Linked DNA regions of Anas platyrhynchos: region 2 is linked to region 1. Evidence: chromatin contacts called from public Hi-C data. All regions are on one chromosome and are shown on one strand. The core of a region is the stretch at or near the end of the contact, and the rest is flanking DNA. Distances in the headings are between cores, read along the strand shown. Region 1 overlaps HEATR6 (HEAT repeat containing 6). Region 2 holds the start of SYNRG (synergin gamma).

What was found. Hi-C and Micro-C count contacts between places; a contact is called where the count stands out from the background.
Region 2: a Hi-C map of skeletal muscle shows a contact between it and region 1, with 5 times the contacts expected there. The contact joins the promoter of SYNRG here to the enhancer-like site in region 1. A contact is called at or near these places in 3 of 8 Hi-C or Micro-C datasets (liver, skeletal muscle and subcutaneous adipose tissue).

The regions. Positions count from the first base shown.
Region 1 is chr20:1,620,613-1,627,755 of IASCAAS_PekinDuck_T2T, forward strand. It overlaps HEATR6 (HEAT repeat containing 6), which reads left to right. Exons shown (of 20, transcript XM_027471981.3): 10 at 1-182; 11 at 738-837; 12 at 1,048-1,403; 13 at 2,346-2,468; 14 at 2,953-3,039; 15 at 3,853-3,987; 16 at 5,147-5,269; 17 at 6,065-6,189; 18 at 6,896-6,992. Among named protein-coding and RNA genes, the nearest start is that of HEATR6, 9.7 kb to the left of the region's middle. Within about 2 kb of position 4,584, at least 2 of the 8 cell types and tissues checked have an H3K27ac peak or open chromatin away from gene starts, as enhancers often do.
Region 2 is chr20:1,671,615-1,678,053 of IASCAAS_PekinDuck_T2T, forward strand. It overlaps SYNRG (synergin gamma), which reads left to right and starts at 2,162. Exons shown (of 24, transcript XM_072025942.1): 1 at 2,162-2,333; 2 at 6,390-6,430. The coding sequence starts at 2,233. It overlaps DDX52 (DExD-box helicase 52), which reads left to right. Exons shown (of 15, transcript XM_038165622.2): 15 at 1-403. The coding sequence ends at 85.

The DNA.
Region 1 (7,143 bases), core at 3,334-5,833:
TCTCAGCCATTCTGGAAGGTTCGAAGCAGTTTCTTTCTGTTGCTGAAGATGCTAATGATCACAAGAGAGCTTTTACACCCTTTTCTGTAACTATTGCTTCTAGCATCCGGGAGCTGCACCGCTGCCTGCTGCTAGCCCTGGTGGCAGAATCATCTTTTCAAACACTAACGCAAATCATCAAGGTAATTGCACTGTCAGTGTTTCAATTGCTACCCAAGAGCTGATATTGGTATCTAGATTTCTTTTTGAATTAAGATTGCACAGAAGTTCTTGTAGCTGTTGAGGACCAAGGGACAAGAGGGGCAAATACGGTCATCATATCTCAGAGCTTCGATGACTGAGTCTTTCTACAAAGGCTTAGGGTCTCTTTTCCCTTCAGTGCAGTTCTCTTGTTCTGCATTTCTTTCATGTATTCTTTTTTTGAGGTGAATAAGCCTGTATAATGATTGTGGAGACTTAACCTGCCTTTGAGACTTGAATCCAAACCTCCATCTTAAGAAGCACAAGTTTTTTGTGGGCTATTGGTCTTTATGCCAGGTCACAGTACTTTAATAATTGTTGTAGGAGCCACGTTTGTAAGCAGTTTTCAAAGAGCAGCTAACTGGGTCATTTTTTTTTCAGGTGTCCTTAGATACTTAGCTGTCTAAATGGACTAAACTGCAAATGTAGGAACGAATGTATTGGAGGCCAGGCTGACGTTGTAACCACCACTCCATGTATGCTTTTATGTGTTTCAGTGCCTTGCAAATTTGGTTTCAAATGCACCATACAGCCGTTTAAATCCTGGGTTGCTGACAAGAGTCTGGAACCAGATAAAGCCATACATCTGTCATAAAGGTTTGTTCTGTATATCTGGAGTCTCTTTGCATGTTATTCCTTAATTCAGCATTGGTTATTATGCAATATTATAAATACATAAGTAAAGGTAGCACCATCAAGTTATATGTTATGATCAGTCTCCTTTGAAAATGTCTGAAAAAATTCTGAGGTATCCGTGAGATGCTAACGAGCTGCCTTTGTTTTCCCCCTCCCTGTTCTTTCTTGCAGATGTTAACGTTCGAGTTTCTAGCCTCACGTTGTTAGGGGCTGTAGTATCTGCCCAAGCACCTTTACCAGAGGTGCAGTTACTTTTGCAACAGCCCAGTTCTTCAGGGCTAAACAGTAGCGGTAGTGGAACCCCTCATCGTTTTAATTCTTCTGAGCAGTGGAGAAAAGCCCCCCCCTTGGAAGGGGAGTCTCCAGATAATCCAGCGGGATGTACGTCTCCAGAACCATGCTGGCTTATTCGTCTCTGTATTTCCATCGTTGTTCTGCCCAGAGAGGATTCCTGTTCTGACAGCGATGCGAACTTCCCATCTGGGAGCGTTTATGAGCCATCTCCTGTTCGACTGGAATCCTTGCAGGTGATGATGAACAGTTCACTACAGTGAGCTTGTAAAATGAACAGCCTGGTACAATATCAAATTGCCTCACATCAGCCGAGTCTCGTGGGTTGCCTTTGTTCTTAGCTCACTCAGTGAGATGAGGTGAAAGCATTTGCTAGAGCAGCGTTTCTGATCTGTTGTGGCTGAAGGAGCAGTAGCATTTTGATTCTATGCCTGTGGCTGCAGCAAGGCCCTCCCAGAGTAAAGCTGCAGCAGTGAGTTCGGCTTGATTTTTGGTACTTTTATTATTTTAAAATATTACTTGGCTTTAAGTGCTGGCATCTGGTGAAAGCTATGAGTTTTCCCCCATGCAAACTCCTCTGTACAGAATCTAAATGTAAAGGTTTGCTAGAAAATGGGGGTGGGGGAACATTGCAGTTAATGAACAGAGTGGAAAGAGCTGCAGGATGATGCTGCATGGCTAAAGTACCACCTGTGAACGTTGAGCCTTGGCCCTGTTTTTCTTCATGTAACCATAGAAAACAATAAGATTTTGTAGTGTGCATCCCAAGGGTCTCATACTTCTTCTGGAACGGTGGATATTTGTTAAATCCAGCTTTGCAGAACACAGCAACAGCATTGCAGGGGATGCAGGATGTATTACTCGTTACTCTTACAGACACTCTTGCTTTTTTTTTTTTTTTTGCTACAGGAAACCTCATTTGACTTACGGTAAATAATTCATTGTGTTGCTACCCAATAGTGCTTTTGTGGCTCCTTTTTGAACAAGATCATGAAATCAGAAAGTTTTTAATTAGCTCTACTCTTCTAGAAGCCGTGCTGTAAGGTGTATCTGTTACCAGACTTCAGTGTAAGGTTCCTGTGTTGGTTTGCCTGTTTACATGCTGTATGTGTTTCAGATAGCTTGGTGTAATAGAAGGAAAAAATTCTGAATTGAGTTTATCTTTTGGTTGCGTTTAGGTATTGGCTCTTCTTGTAAAAGGATACTTCTCTATGGCTCAGACCTATTTGCTAGAACTTGGAGAAGTGGCTTGCAAATGCATGGAAGAAATGGATCCATCCATTCAGCTCCACGGAGCCAAAGTAAGAGTGTGAGAAAACACCAACGTTGTTTTACCAAGTCAGTTTTGCCATTCCGTGTGCTTTGCAAATACAGATGACTAATGCTGAATATTCAGAGAGATTTTCATGTAGCAGCACTTTGTAATGAGCTGGTACGCGCTGTAGCTCTTTGGAAATGCAGCACCCTGCCACTTTGGGAAGTGCACCTTCTACTTCTAGTCTTGAACTCTTAACGAATGTTTGGCCCGTTACTCAAAGGAAATCTCAAAGAGATTTCCTCTTTACCCAGCAATTTGTTATGCTGCTTTAGCTGGGGACTTCATGTAAGAAAGGCTTCTCCTCTAATTTCTTCACTAGTAGGGACAGAATAGAGTCCAAATTAATACTGGATCTCATATTTTTGTTCCTTAGGTAAATAAGTATAGCCCTAGATAAAGGTTACTGTAGTTCTGTGGTACTTGAGTCATCCTTGATAAAGACCTAGCTGCTTTCTGTCTCCTTGCAGCTTCTGGAGGAGCTGGGCACGGGTATAGTGCAGCAGTACAAACCTGATTCAGCTGTTGCCCCTGAGCAGAGAGTACCGGTCAGCACGGTAAGTGTGTGGGCTCCCTCTGAGATTGCACTCAGAGCTTCCTTTTTTGAATTCCCTGCAAAGTTACTGGTATGGGAACAAATCAATTACAGGAAAGCAGAACAGGAGTAAATACCTGCAGCTTTATAGGTACTGGATTTCTGTACACTTCCTCCGTTATTTTGGCATTTATTTTAGACTGTAGGTAAGTGATCTTTTTACGTGGTATTAACAGTGCCTCTACCTTTCCTCATCCCACTTCTTCCTGCCTGATGTAAGTCAGGAAGCTGGAAGACCAGTCCAAACTGCATGTGTCATTACTGCTCCATAAAGCCTAGATGTAGACGTCTAGTGTTACGGCGTTCTGTGAACAACAGGTAATTTGAAAAAGTTATTTAGAGTACACTAAATCTAAGCTTGTCACCAGTGACCCTGCCAGCTGGGGAACGTGTCCAGTAGTAGTGGTTTCCTGTTACTTGTTGTGAATGGAAATTGTCAGTGTAAAATTGTAAATGAAAATACCCAGCTTCGTGGTTTCAAGAATGGAATCGTGCTTCTGCCTGATGCAGTATAAGTGGGTGTATCCCCCTGAGAAGGAACAAACACAACTCAGCCAAGAAGTACTTTATAGCAGTACTAAAATATCTTAAATACTTCATTCTGGATGTTAATTGTTTTAGGGTTCCAAATAGTTGTAATTGCTGTCACGTGTGATTTTGCTACCTACTCTTTGTCTTCTAAATGACTGTAAAAAAAAAAAAAAAAAAGACAAACTATTATAGAACTTAGGCATAATTGCTGAGTTTTAACAGGTAAACCTGTCTGCTTCTGCAGGTTGTCACTTTCTGGACTATGATGTTAAATGGCCCTCTACCTGGTGCTCTGCAGAATTCTCAACATGCAACTCTTCAGACGAGTGCCTGTGATGCTCTGTCCTCCATCTTGCCAGAAGCTTTTGGCAGTCTGCAGGTAACGGAGCACTTCTATAAGCTTGGCATTTTTACCTACTGAAACTTTTCTTGTCTGCTAGATTGTATTAATATAAAGCCTTTAAAAATTACATGGAGAGGGCAGGGAAGCCGCCTAGAATATTTCTTGCGTTCTGAACAAGCTGTGGCTATTGAAGACTGGAGAAGGCAATGTTGAAAGTAATTAGTCTCACAAACCAATTAAACTGTGGGTCAAAGAAGCCTTTTGGCCCTGCTATGAATACTCAGCCTTGGCTATTGATGCATGGGATGGAGGGCAAGAATTTCATCTCATGAGGGAGGGGTGAAGGGTTGCTATTTTGCTGGTTAAGCATTTGAAGAGACAGCTGAGCTAACAGCCGTGGACTGATGTTCACCAATTTGCATGCAGGTTTTTTCTTTTGGCTGGCTTTTAAAACACTAAAGTGCAGTGTTTGCCCTGGCAGAAGCAAACGAATATGCTGGCCCTCCTCTCCTTTTGCAACATGAAATATGCTTCTAAACATGAAAGCCTTGGCAGTGTACCACCACTGCATTGTGCAGCTCCTTTTATGTCACTGTGCCCTTCTTGATGGGCAGTGCTCTGCCAGATCTCATTTGCCCAAGAATTGCTAGTACAGCAGTATCTCTGGTATTCTCCATCTGGTTTCTCCAAGTACAGCATGTACCTCATCGCGCTGTACTTTGATCCTGTACACTCTCTTGTCCCTGTGGTCACGTGGGGTCAAGTCAGTGCCCACTCTGACCCTTTGCTCTGATGAAACAAAGATCTTTGTCGCGGTTTGGTAAACTGGCAATCTGTCCAGGATGAACTTAATCTACCTTGTTGTCCTTGTTTACGAAGTGACAGGAGAAAGCAACCGATCCAGGTTGTTTTACCTCTGATGGGCCATTTACCTTCTGCATTTGGATGATAAATAATATTTTGATTCCTTCATGGTGTTATCTAATAGCAACAAGACATTTTTTTTTTTTCTGGAAGTGTTGTGGTTTTCTGTGTGGCATCCAGAAATGCTCATCAATTTACCTTGAAGTAAAGAGTGCACTCTGAGTGGTAGCTTTTATAGTTTCCATGTATTGTGGTCTTTCAGAGTATTTGTCAGTTGCCTTTGAGACTTTTTTCAGTTTCTCCCTGTTACCACAACTGCTTCTCATTTCAGAATGACCAGCAGATCCTGTGCATCACTCTGCTGCTTGGCCTGAACCACAGTGAGACCCCGCTGGTAAAAGCTGCTGCTGCACGTGCCCTCGGAGTCTACATCCTCTTCTCTTGCCTTCGTCAGGTCAGAACTTGTTTATTTTTTTCTTATTTTGAACCATTTTAGAATGGAATTGGTAAACCATGAGATATGGGACCTGAATTTGTTTGCAATGAGTTGGCCTTCCTTCTTGCTTTCGGTCTAAAGTATTTAACAGGACGGGGCTTCGGTTTTGCTTACAACTGACAAGTAAAGCTCATTTTGAGAGAAATGCTGATTAGCTTCCACAACAATTTGATCTCAGCTTGGTTGGGTTAGTAGCCTTTTTTTTTTTGCTATGTAGCCTTCAGTGAGTGATTTTTAACAAAAACAAATTATGCAGTAGCTGATGCTGCAATTTTAGTTCAAATATTTTGCAAGCAATATCCTTTATCATGAGCAAAGGAATGAAAATGAAATGTAATGTACCATAGAAGAGAAAATTAAACAAGCAGCTCAACAAGGAGCTTGGTGAAGCAATTACTTTCTTAACATTGGGATTTGATGAGTATAAAATTGACAGTCCAGGTAATTATGTTAAAATCCAAAGTAACTAAAGCACCAATGGAATTAAATTATACAGTGAAAGCTTTCAGCAAAAGCTACCTAGGAGAGTGGTGAGCTTGGTCGCCATGGTGGTTTAGACTGTTAATTGAAGATCAAACAAACCTGTACAGAAAGCACCGTAAACACATTAAAAGTTCTTGCCTAAGAAATAATATGTTAATAGAGGCAGTCTGTGCACATCTCATTTTCCCTAGAAGGGCCAGATGTGTATGTTACTAAGGAAATCGTGCAGATTTTTTAAACTTTCTAATAACTTTTTTCTTTCTTTTATAGGATGTGATGTTTGTGGCAGACACAGCAAATGCAATTCTGAATTCCCTCCATGACAAGTCTCCGAACGTCCGTGCCAAAGCAGCCTGGTCCCTGGGCAACCTTACAGACACTCTGATTGTCAACATGTACGTCAGCGGGCTTCAGCCCACAGAGGTCCTCTCAGTGCCTGTATTCCCATAGCACATAGAGGACACTTAGTATCAAATAGACAAAATCTGTGGTCACTGTGTCAAAACTGAATGCTTCTTTGTAGCCACTCTTCAGCCTGTGTAGACACTTGGGCTGTATTACAAATATCCTGTACCCAGCTGAGGTTGACTTCAAGTTCACTGCTTGATTTTTAGGTCTTTCTAATCATTAATTCTGGAGAATGCTCCAAGATTACTTTTCAGTTTTTTTTTTTTTTTTTTTTCCCTGTATGTTACTTAGTGTAATTGCATGTTCCCTGGTTACTTTACTTTTAACATACTACAAAAGTATGAGTAACAAATATTTAACGCTTCCTCAAGCCAAAGGCTGGAGGACGCCCAGCCCGCTGTTACATTTTTAACAGGAGAAATAGTTATCATATATTCCTGCTAATGAATTGCCTCTGAGCAATTCATTGCCCTCTGTCTTTTATTACAGACGTAATGCATTGCTAACAGGCTTTCTTGCATTGATAGCTTGGTTTTAAATTAATAAACATAGTGGTCACATGTAGTACGGTCTGCCTTACATATTAGCCTTCTAAAGAGTGAAGGTTGTTCAAATGACTTTATAAAGGATTGTATCACATCTTTGAGAGTGGATTAACTGAGCCAGTCTTTCACAATGTAATCCTTCTGCTAGGGAAACAATGGGACAAAGTTTTCAAGAGGAATTTTCTGATCTCCTCCTGTTGAAAATGTTACGGTCTGCGACTGAAGCATCCAAGGACAAAGACAAGGTATGAGGGGGAAAGAGGGTGGAGGATTGTGGTGTAGTTAGCTCTTACATTTTCATTTAAATAAAAGGCACCATTTACTTGCTTTTAGGGTGTTCTGCCCCAACAGACAGTGAGCTGCTGGTCAGCATCCTCTCTTGAGGGTCGATGTGTG
Region 2 (6,439 bases), core at 912-3,411, 49 kb after region 1:
AACTGCAAAGGAGAACATTAAGGAAAAAAAGAAAGCTAACCAAGCTACAGATGCTGGGAAGTCAAAGACTGCTTCAAAAAGCTGAGCAGTGACTGCTCTTGAGCTGGGACTTATGCCCCAGTCCACGCTGAAGAACCGAAGAACGAAGGTGATGGCAAAGGGGAAGGGAAATGTTTACGTGCAAGAAAGTATCTACTGAAATGCCTGCAGAGGATTCCTGAATGCTTCTTATAGAAGCTGGACAATGTGGTCTTGCCATAAATACCTTATGTTTCTGAACGATAGTTCAAAAAAAACATCCGTTACTGTCACTTAGTTGTGCATTGCTAGTTGGAAATACTGTTAGTTTTGTGGTCAGGTGATCCCTAATAAATTTGCAGAAGACACAGTGAACTTTTTTTTTTTTATAAAACAGACAAAAAAATATACCACCATGTATATAGGTGGAAGTAAAGTCTCTGTTCATACTACTTCTGAAATATCTAATAAGCAAAAAATGACTTTGTTTTTTACATGCCTGTAACTCCAACTACTTTGTGTTATTTCATATTTAAGCCTCAGAACAGAATAAATAAGGTCATTGAATACTTTAATACAGAGACTTGTTTATATAACCTTGATGGGACAAGTCTGCATACATTATTCCTCATTCTGCTGTGTAAAAAGGGCAGGCTCCACCTACCTCATCTGTGTTCTTAGTCTACCTGGTTGTGTCAGAAGTCCTGTAATGCAGGAATGGCTTCTCCTTTGCACCTGTAATTCTTTAAGCAAACAGTCCTGTTAGTATTGTCTTGTTTTCTCATACTTAATCCATTTTGGAAATGGATCCCAGCTCTGTTTAAATCACTTACAGTGGAGTACTCTTGTTTATTCAGACAAAGCTTGCTAAAATACATTAAAGTTTAATAAGAAAAGCTAAATCGCTTTCACTTTGTCTGCAGGATTGCACCTTATATTTAGGTTATACAGGAAACACCTTCATTTTGCCATCTATGAATGAATTTGCCTGTTTATCTTACTAAAACTTCAGTCATATGTTCTCATAAATACAGAGTCATTTGCTGCAAGGTAATGATGATAGATGGGATGTGGAATATATATTACAATTTGAGTAAGAAATTGCTTGAAAAGGTACTGCTAACACACATAATGCATGTGCTTATTCTAGTAGTGGCGGGAAGAGGGAAAACAGCTTTTGCTCATGAGCATCTTTTTCTTGCCTAACTGGGTGTAATTCCAGTTGTGTAGAAAGATGATGACACATTTCTCTTTGGGGGGATTTGGTTATGAAACGAAAGCTTCAGCTTTTACCTAGATGTTTTGCTGAGACTGGGTTTGATTTTAGTGTTTTCTGACCCTAACCAGTAGCATATTGTAGCTTAAGCACTGTGCTGCGTAGAATTTACTCTGTGAAGTACTGAAAAGCTGTCATGCTGAATAGCTTCTTTGCCTGAGGATAAAGAACAACTCCACGACTTCCCTGCTTTGTAATGTATTTTAGCAAGCTTTGGCTGAACTTATTAAGGGAGATGAGCTGCTTCTGCCCAACTGTGTGACTGGCTAGTAAATCGTGCAGCACCCCAGCAAGCAGGCTTTAATTTTCCAATACTTCTGAGGATTTTGGCAGGCACGGTTACAAGGTAATAAAGCAACTTTTCCACTGCCCTCCCCAGGGCCACTTGGCGGAAGCCTGCTTTTGACTGCATTGAACAGAAAAAGCAGTGCTGGTAGGGGAACACTGATGGCAGCTGGGGAAGCCAGCTGGAGCTGGCCTCCCTGGGTGCTGTTGGGGTGTGAGGGGAAGGCTGGCGCTGCTTTGTTTTCATGGAAGCTTTGGTGCTGCCTTTCACCCCTTTCCCCTGGCAGCAGCGTTTCGCCGGTGCCGCCGCCGCTCCTGCCAGCAGCACAGATGGCAGGCGAGGAGCTATGAAAACACCTCAGGCGTTTTCGTGTGGAAAACGAAGAAAAAGAGCGAGGGCTGCCCCTTCCCGTGCCGTGAGACAACGGAGCTACGAGGCGAGGCCGGACCCCAACCCCACACCAAACCCCAGCGAGGGCGGGCACCCAGCGGGGCTTCCCGGGGGCCCGGCCCTTCATCCCCGGCTCCTCCTCATCCTCCTCCTCCGCCCCGCTGCGGGCCGAGGGCGGGCTGAGGCTGGGGCCCGGCCCCGGAAGCCGCCGCCACCGCCGCCACCACCGGGGCCCAGCTGGGAGCGGGGCCGGAGCGGGAAGATGGCGCTGCGGGCAGGGCCCGGCGCGGGGGGAGGAGGCGGCGGTGGAGGCGGAGGGGCGCCGGGGGGCGGCGGGGCGCCGGGAGGAGCGGGGGGAGCCAGGTCGGTGCTCGGCGGGGCCGGGCTGAGAGGGGAGAGGGGCTGTGGGGAGGGAGGGAGGAGGAGGATGAAGGGGAGGAGGAGGAGGGAGGTGCGGGGTCGGGGTGCTGGGAGAGGGGGGGCCCCGGAGCCCCCTCAGCGACCCCCTCAGGTACCTCAGCGGCGGTCTGGGGTACCTGGGCAGGAGGGGGTTTGGTGCTGGGGGGCGATGGGGGCGGTGGGGAAGCCAGGAATGGTGTCAGGAGGAAGAAGCAGCAATAAGGGGGAGGTTTTATTGTGTGGCGGTGGGTTTGGGGAGGAGAGGGAGCCCTGCGTTTTGCTGTCTTTGAAGACTTGGTGATGCACATATTTATATATTGAACACAGGCTCCTGCGTGCTGTTTATCCCTTGTCCTACTTCGAGGGCGGTTGGGTGAATTCGTCTCTCACAAAGGCAATTTGGGTGGGTTGGGTCACCCCGGCTGCCTGAAGCCTGCGGCGTGTGGGGGCTTCTGGGGGGCTGCCCTGCGCCCCCAGGGCTCTGGGACCACCACTGTGGGTATTTATTTATGTGCTTTATCTCTGTATTTTGGAAGGAGCAGGCGGCTATCTTGGTATTTCCCCTTACCTATAACTCTGCAACACTTCTTGTGAGGGGCTGGACAAACCCTGTAACCTCTCAGAGCAACACTGTCTGTTTAGCGAGTAAGAAAGTAGCAAAAACGTCAACCCACTGTAGGCTTAGAGGAATAAAAGCAGCGTGGAGTCATTGTTTCCCCTTGCTCCTGTTCTGGTTTCTTGGAGGAAGAAGTCTGCAGGCAGAGATTGGTTTGGTGTGCTGGGGTTTCTTTGCTTGTTTCGCTTTCATTCCTGTGGATTTCTGGGTGGAAATACAGTGAAAAAGACACTTGGTGTGCGGTGTGTTGGTAGGCTGAGGCTTCACTCATTGGGAGCGAGAAGGTTTGAAAATCCAGTTGTAGACAGAACGATGTTGTGCATAGTTTGGAGCTTTGTAAGTGCGGTATGAACACAGAAGAGGAGTCGCTCCTCCCTGCGCTCCTGCGTTTTGACTGAACCTGATTTTTGGTTTTGATATTCAAGATACTTACCCGATAAGAATTTACGGGTTTATATCGCTGCTTTAAGAGCTCTGAGCTAGTGTAGTTGCTTCACTTTCCTTGTGCTTATTCTTTTTCGTGCAGACTATATGACGTGTGTTACATTTTTGTACTGAGTGACCTAAAGTATTGCATCTAGTTGCATCAACCTAGCCGGTGGAGAGCTTCCACTTCTGAGAACAACAGCGAAGCCTGCGGCTGCAGTTAAATCCCCTTTGGAAATAACAAGGAATAAAAACCCTTATTAAAATAGACCAGTTCACTACTATCAAGCGTGCTATTTTAAACAACTGGGGTCACGAAGGTTTCCTTCGGTCTAGAAAGTGCATTTGGTAATTCTGGAGCGTGCTGGCAACCAGCTGCGAGCGCTCTTCAGGCCGTAAGTGCTGTACTGGTCCTTACGGATCTATTTCAGCATGCTCCCCCCCCCCTTTTTTTTCCTTTAAAGACTGCTGTGTTGTCGTGTCATCTCCTTATTCTTCATTCTCGTCAGTGTTGTTATTTTGAGGCACCTGGAATTCAAATGCCTTCTTCTTCAGAAAGCTGCTGTTACTTTTATCAGTGCAGTTTATCAACTTCTGCGGCTTTCTGCAGTGCTTCAGTTTTATCTAAGAAATGTCTGAGAGTTAGCTTTCTTTTTCAGCGATGCTAATCAGCTGCTTTAACCAGATGTGTGGATATACTTTTTCTTTTGCGTCCCCCAGAATTAGTTTAGAAATAAAGCTGCTGTTTTTTGTGTTTAAAAACTTTGTAGGGATTATGTACATTTGCATGTGGACGGTCTCTAGGCAATTGCACAACTAAATCTCGGAGCAAAGCCTGAGACGAATCCTGGCTGCACATGGGGAGAGCTGTGCTAAAGGAGCTTGCTTTGCCACTTCTGTTAACTACCTCTTCTTCCAGTGCCCTCTAATTAGCTGCAAGGTTTTTTGTTTGATTGGTTTTTGTCTTTTTTTTTTTTTTTTTTTAACTGAGACTTATAAATAAATCAGGAGCTCAGTAGAAAGGGATAAATATTTAATGCTCTGTACCTTATTTGCTTCCAACAAGCAGGGGTATCTTGCCATGCTTGTTCAGTTTGTGTTATGTTTATTAATTTGGAAGAACTCTTCCTTGACCAGGTTCCTCAACAAGAAGGGGCAACAAAAAGTGAAGAACATTTTTTGATACTTGTGAGCTTTTCAAAATTAAAGTTAAATACTTTATAATTCAGAAGAGACAAAGAAAGGTATTTCTTAAAGAAGCCTAAAATTGCTGTACTTGCAGATCTGGCGTATGACAGGAGCTTCACACGTCTGACATTACCTGCATTTTAAGAGGCTCTATGGCCCAGATGGTGCTCTGGGGTTGTCAGGACACACACAAGACTATTTCCATGGCTGAAAACAAGTGCAGGCAAAATCCAGTTAATTCCCTGGGCTTCAGCCCTTTGATGGAGAAAACTGTTTTCCTGAGCAATATAGGAGTTCAGTCCTGGATCCCGCTGTGAGTTTTAGTAAACTGTTTGTCTTCATAATACTAGTACTTGTACTCTGGGGAGTGGATCAAAACGAGCGACCTGAACACCAGTGAATTGAGTAGAACTTGGTCGCAGTTTAAAGTGAATTGAATCCAACCCCAACGATCCCATCATTTGTTTTGAGGGGAGGCCGTGTATGTCTGCCCAGCGTTTCAAGCAGAAGAACCTGAAATTGTCGTGATAAAGGGCGATAAGACCTAGACCTGCTTGAAGACATAAGCGTATGTTAGCTGTGGAAGGAGAAATTAAAACGTAGCGTGGTGATTAGGGTAAAGGAAAAGCCAAAGCATGACGAAGGTTCCAAGTTAGAGGATGAGATGAGGAGTAATTGGGGTTGTCGTGGTGACCACGTACCCTGCTGTCTGTGTAGCGTGTGGCCACAATTAAATCACACGTCTAACCACGAGCTAAATTCCTTATTTTGTCTTTGTATTTATATTGCACAGCTCTTTCATAAATATAAACCTGATTGGCTTTCCGATTTCCTGCAGGTTTTGCAAAACTGGCTGCAGTCAGTTATGGTGGCTTTCCTTCCTTTACTCTTAGGCAGTTTCTTTTAAACCCACCGTCGTGCTGAGGGCTATCGAATATCGATAAAAGCCTTTGTCTCTGCATGGTATTTTGATGTAATAGCTGGCTGGGACACTGGCTGAAGTTCCCATTTGGTAAATTACTGCTGACCTACGCTTCTGAGTCGCTTGCGAGGGAGCCTTCGAAGCCAGGTCCCTCCTTTTCCAGTCTGGCAGCACAGCACGTGCTGCCATGTGAAAGCGAGGACTGAAGTTTGCCGTTATATTTTTGGTTGAATTTTTAACAGTTCTTCCCGCAGGTGTGCTTGGAGCTTGATACTGGAATGAATATTTTTTCCCATATCACCGTTTTACTTGTAAATTAGAGAAAGTAGGAGCTGCGTTACATTGTGCTGCACCTATTTCGGAGGCAGGAACATGGTAGGGTCTCACGGGCAGTTTATTTCTCTGCAGGAAATTGTTACTGAGGAGCCGAGGGCTGCTTGCTGGTGCGGTTAATGGTCTTGCTGAATCAGATGCTTCCACCAGGAGATGCTTATTCATTCTGCAGTGCTCCAAGGCCTAGCCCAAATTAACAAACTGACCTCTTCCCAACCTGCGTAGGTGCTGAGAGCTCTCCTGTGGGTGATGTGGATGAGTCAAAACCATCTTAGTGCTGTTATGGAGGATAAAATCTTATCCTCCATCGCTCTGCAGCCCGGGTGGTTTCGGGGGATCTCCGGCAGGGGTGCTTTTGTGTAATTTAGCGGGCATCTCATCTGTGAGACCAGCAGCAGCAGATGGATGTGCTGACCAGAATGGGGGAGATTTAGGGTGGTGGTGTTGACGTGCAGGTCGAGGTAACTTTTTCGTTCATTTATATTTGCGCTCAAATCACAGACTTTCATGTACCATTTTTTTCCTCCTCTTCCAGCTTCATGTTTCCTGTCGCAGGTGGCTTGGGCCCCCCTCAAGGTATGTGTG